Linked DNA regions of Ovis aries: region 1 is linked to region 2. Evidence: chromatin contacts called from public Hi-C data. All regions are on one chromosome and are shown on one strand. Each heading gives the region's core, a stretch centred on a gene start, on an enhancer-like site or on the middle of the called end of the contact. The rest is flanking DNA. Distances are from core to core; before and after follow the strand shown.

Region 1 (2,700 bases), core at 181-2,680, 33 kb before region 2:
AAAGCTAATCCCATGTCCATGACCTTGTGGCCTTCATCCCCAACTCCAATGAGTCCCTAACAGTGGCCCAACATGTAGAGCCTGGAGGCTCCCCCTGTGCAACAGAAACACTCATATGCATACACATATGGGCACACACAAGTATACACACACGCTCACACTCACTCTCTCTCCAAAGTGTGGTTCTCGGGACCCCCTGCCCCTCACTCAGCCTGCTTTTCTGCACCTCCTTCCCATAATGCCCTCCTCTCCTTGGCATCTCCCCACCCTGTTCACGTGAGAACCCCACCTGCTTGTGTGACAGACTCGTACTAAAGGTTGGGGTCACGAACACCACCCACACAGAGCAGGAACAACTGGATACAGGACCCTAGACATTTGGGCTTCTCGGCCATCACACCCCAGGCCCTCTTTCCCTAGCCTCTCCCCAGGCTTACCGCCCACTTGCTCACCCGTGGACCTCTTGTGATATCTTCCTCTTCTCCTCTTTCCTGACTCTGGCCTCTCCCTCCCTGCCCATCAGAAAAGCCCTGGAATCCCTGTTACGGTATCAGGTGAGTCATCTTTACCCACTCTGCTGTCACGTCCTGGGGCGGGGTGTGGGGTGGGATGGGGAGAGGTCTGTGCTTGTCCCGATCCAAAAGGCCCTCGATGGCCTTTTTTCTAAACCAAAGTGTCACCCAGCATTGTCAGCTACATCATCCCTTCCGCCTTTTCTTTCATTTGGCTATACCACAGTACACAGGATCTTAGTTCCCCGACCAGGGATGGACCCCGCACCTCCTGCATGGAAGCGCAGTCTTAACCACTGGACCGCCAGGGAAGTCCCCCTTCCATCTTTCCCACCTGTAGCTCTTGTTCATCAGAACAGTTCAGAGGCTTTGCAGGAGTCCCTTGGCACCCTCTTCGAGGGGCTGCTGCTCTGCCCCTCCCCGGCCACCTGCCCCCCCCCGGCCACCTGCCCCCAGCCGCTCAGGCGGGGCCCCGGGTCCAGTGGAGGTGCCTATTGGTCATGGGTTCTGCAAGCTCTTTCCTTTCACACTGGCACAGTAGGAATGAGTGAGCAAACCCTGTTTCTTTATGTGTTTAGCGGGGAGAGTGGATACATAGGGTGGGGTGGAAGGCATGTGAGTGCATGTTGTGTGTGTGTGTGGACACATGTGGGCACGTGTGACAGGGCTGGAGGCTGTGTGCAGGCACGTGCTCCCTCGTGCTAGTCCTGGAAGTGGTGTGTGTGTGCTCACATGACCATCTGTGCTCTGGGCTGGAGGTGGTGTGTGTGTGCTCACGTTCGCCCGAGATGGAGGTCAGGGGGCGGGCCGGGAGACATTTGTATATGATTTGAGATTTCCCAGGCCGCCTCTTGCCAAGCGGTTTCCTCTGAAACTCAGAATCAGCCCATATGGCCTGGGATGGAAAATACCAGTGTCAGCGGCCAGGCCCTGACTCATTCTGAAAGCCTGCAGGCCCACCACTGGCGGCTGGGAGCCCTGCCCTCCGGCCAGCTCGCCCCTGCCTCCAAGTGGTGCCTCTGAGGACCCAGGTTCCCTCCCCAAGGTTCAGAGGGCCATGAAAACCCTTTACTACCTTCATCACCAGACTCCCCCTCGGCCCGGCTCCCTTCCCCAGAACACAGCTCCATCTGCCACCTCTGCCCTCTGTGTTCAAAATGCTCCCAACCAGAGCCTTCCCAGGAGGGCCTGGAGTGTCACGGAAGCCCCAGAGGTCCTGGTGGCCACGTTGGCAGGGCACAGCATCACCTCTGCTGAAACGGGGCCGCTGAGACTGCGTCCAGCAGAGAAATCACAGAAACACCCACATTTTCATACCAGACCATCACCCTGTCCAAGACCCTCCCCTGCTCCTGATCCTTGCCCCCGCCCTGCTGTGAGAGTCCCTGGTGGCTGGGGACCTGGGGTGAGGCTGGGGGATGTTTGAGAGCACACCGAGTCAGCAGAGCAGGTGGCCAGTCAGACCCGGACATCCTGATGCAGCGAAAGGCAGCTCCCGAGTGGCCACATCAACGGGCCCCAGGGTGGGGCCACCCTCTGTGCTGGGAGCTGCACCCCACGTGCAGGGTGTCTTCCTGAGTGGAGGCCACGCTGTAATTTCACAGGTGTACCTTCTGCTGCTCCGGGGAGAACCTGTTCTGATATTTGGCTGGAGTGGATCGGAACCACCATGCTGGTGGTCTAGCATGCCGCATGGCTGATTCATTGGCCCTGCTGTCACGGAATATTTTCCCTTGGGGAGGCGGCAGGGCGAGGGGGGAGTCCCTTCTCCCCACCACCTGTCCACCACCCCCTACGATTGCTCATGCATTTGGAGCCTCGCAGTCATTAAGACACCGAAAAGCCTCCCGGGCTAGCAATTTCTTCTGACTGAACTACAACGCCTACTTCTGCCTCTAGTCCCCTCTTCCTTCTTGGTGTTAATAGATGGTGAACAGAGCCAAATGGAAATGTCACGCAGCCTTGTCTTCCCGAATCCTCTCCTAGCCCCTCTGTTTCTCCACAGTCTAGTCCCTCCCTCCTATGTCTGTTCCTAATTTCTACATAAAGCCTCAGTTGCTGCTCCGGGTTTCAGGATGCTCTCTCAAATGACCAGAGCAAACCAGCGTGGACCTCCACACAGCTCAGGAGGACGCTGCCTCAGGGAAACAAAGCTGGACCCTGGGAGCATAATTGCTCTCCTTACAGG
Region 2 (2,700 bases), core at 62-2,561:
TAGGAGTACCCCACAAATTTCTCTTTCTGTTTCATTGGCCAGAATTGGATAAGAAGCCCACTCTTAGGTCAATGAATGGAGAAATCATCAGAGCCACCTCTTACGGGGTCATGTCTGTGGTCATAAACCCCCTCCACAGACACAAACCTGCCACCACTTCCAAGCAGCCACATGTGGTTCAGCATCCCCTTGTTCAAGTTACAGGGAAAGGGAAGACATGGCGTGAGTGTTATGAGAACCGCAGGGGAGAGGGCTTCCACTGAGGTGCAGGGATGGGAGTTTGCTGGGGAATGAGACGAGCAGCATGGGGCCCACCGAGGCTGAGTGCAGAGCAGAGGAGGGAGAGAGGCAAGAGAAAAAAAGAGATCGGAGAGGCAGCTGGCCCAGAGGCCACGCCAGGACTGGGAATTCCATGCTAAGTCAATGGGCAGGCTTAGGGAGGCTGGCACCGGGAGAATGCCATCACCGTAGTCCTATTCGCCAAGGTTCGCTCTGGTGGCTCTGAGAAGGGTGGTCAGTAACCAACAAACAGGAGTCTGTGGCTAAGGTCCACGTGGGGGTGAAGGGGCTGGACGAGGGCAGACCAGGCTCCAAAGGAGACGCCCTTACCGGTGTGGCAAGTGTGCTACAGAGCATAACAGCCAGGCACCCCGAACCCACCAGGGACAACAAGCACCCAGATGCAGAGAGACAGCCCCAGTACCCAAGGGTGTGTGTGTGAGTGTTAGTCGCTCAGTCATGTCTGGCCCTTTGCGACCCCACGAACTGTAGCCCGCCAGTACGCAAGACTTCAGGCTAAGAGCAGGGGAGGGAATGCCCACAAATTGAAACCAGGGCTTTAATTTGTGGAGGGGGTAATGATGGTATGACGGGCTCCAGTTCTGAGCTCATTGGTGAATTCCTACCATTTCGAGATCAGTGGACTAAAGCCATCCTCCTTTCTTGCAGCCAGAAAGAGAGAGGCGTGAAAGACGACAAATGCAAACCAGAAGCAGAAGCAGCCGGAGGGAATGGGAGGGAGTTGATTTTCTCCACTGGGAACGCTTTCAAAGCCCCTGCCAGCGCCAGGCCCTGAAACTGGATCTCCGCCTCCACCCAGCACCCTCCACTGGCTCCCCCTCCCCACCTTTGAGAAATGCCCAGGGAGGATGACCCCGGCTCCTTCTGTGAGGTTTTACCACCCCCGGTGTGAAATCACAGCCCTGTAACTTTCCCTTTAAGAGCTGTCAGAGCCGGGGAGGCTGGCCAAGCTTGGATTGGAGGTGGGGACAGAGAGAAGAAAGAAAAAAAAAAAAAAGAGAGAGAGAGACAGGAAAAGTTTTTCAGAGGAAAATGCAGGGTTTGTCCTTAACCCTGACGTCAGATCTTACTTTAATAAAACCCCCTGAGGGCTGCGGGAAGAGGCATATCTGGCACTTTTGATGGGCCAGGTCAGTCTCGGTCCAACTCCCCCGAGAAGTGGCCGAATCCTCTGGGCTACTCCGTAGATGCCTTGGCCACCGACCTCCAGGCATGAGGTGGTTACTGCCCTGGACGCTGGTGGCAGTGGCAGCAGCAGCTGCAGCGGGCAGCACCTTGGCCACGGTGAGTCCTGTCCCGAGGGGCACCGTCCCCATCGGCCCTGCTGTGCGGGTGGGTGGGATGAGAAGGGCTGAAATGTTGGGGGGGCAGGCAGGGAAGTGTCCACTGAGGAGCCAGGGCAAGCCCCAGGGTGAGGAGTCAGGCTGCTGGGGACAGATGGTCCTGGCAGGAGGGGAATCACGGCCAGTACCTTGGGAAACAAACCAAACAGGACTTCTATGCCCTTTATTTCCCACCTGAAATGCAGTAGAAAGGGGGTACTTGGAGGAAATGGGAGTCAGGGAGCCTGGACTCCAGGCAGAGGTCTGCCCAGACTCGCTGTGTGGCCTTGGGCTAGTCACTCACTCTCTCTGAGCAGCATAAAGTGAGGAAGATTGTTGTTACACTTCTAGCCTTTGGGTTTGGAAAATGAGTCTCCAAGTGTTGGAGATACTACAAGACGGGGTGGAAAGGACCAAGGAAAGTTGGAAGGAAAAGGCTAGCTTTCAACAAAAGGGCTCACATGTGCCACAGGACTCGTGATGATTCTCCAACCACAACTGCCTTGGGCTTGCACAGCTCTCTACAGTTTATGAAGCATGCACGTTTGGGTCCTATAGAAGATACCCGCTGGTTCAGGAGGACCCTGAGGGTTCTCTGTCTCCCACCTCCATCCTGGGGCACACCGAGGGGAAGGGAGGAAGGTCTGCCCCTCCGAGAAGCCAGGGAGCGAGACACGTGGCAGCACGGAGCCAGGCAGCGGGCTCGGGGCGGGGATCAGGCACAGGGCGGGCAGGAGGTGGGCAGCTGCAAAGAGCTTCTGAATCCAAGAGCCCACGGCCCCGGGCCAGGGCCTGCTGCCAGGAGTGAGGCCAAGAGGCTGGCGGAGGGCGGTGGGAGGGAGTTCATTACCCACTCCCACAGACAGCTTTCTTGGGATTTGATGTGCCCCATTTCCAGGGAACTGAGGGAACTGAGGCTGGAGGGGGTAAGCTACTTGCCCATGGGCTCAAAGACACAGGTTCTGATTCAACGAGATCTGAGGTTCAGAGCTGACCATAGGCCAGTTGCTCACAGGCGCTAGGAGATGGGTGTTCCTCCAAGCACAGTAGAGTGCATGATGCGGGCAGGTAGAGCCGG

The links. Hi-C and Micro-C count contacts between places; a contact is called where the count stands out from the background.
Region 1: a Hi-C map of skin fibroblasts shows a contact between it and region 2, with 2.6 times the contacts expected there. The contact joins the enhancer-like site here to the promoter of CCN4 in region 2. A contact is called at or near these places in 2 of 16 Hi-C or Micro-C datasets (skin fibroblasts and tail adipose tissue).

Annotation. Positions count from the first base shown.
Region 1 is chr9:21,296,766-21,299,465 of ARS-UI_Ramb_v3.0, reverse strand. No RefSeq gene overlaps it. Among named protein-coding and RNA genes, the nearest start is that of CCN4, 33 kb to the right of the region's middle. Within about 2 kb of position 1,430, at least 2 of the 54 cell types and tissues checked have an H3K27ac peak or open chromatin away from gene starts, as enhancers often do.
Region 2 is chr9:21,263,645-21,266,344 of ARS-UI_Ramb_v3.0, reverse strand. CCN4 (cellular communication network factor 4) reads left to right here and starts at 1,311. Exons shown (of 5, transcript XM_027972877.3): 1 at 1,311-1,584. The coding sequence starts at 1,513.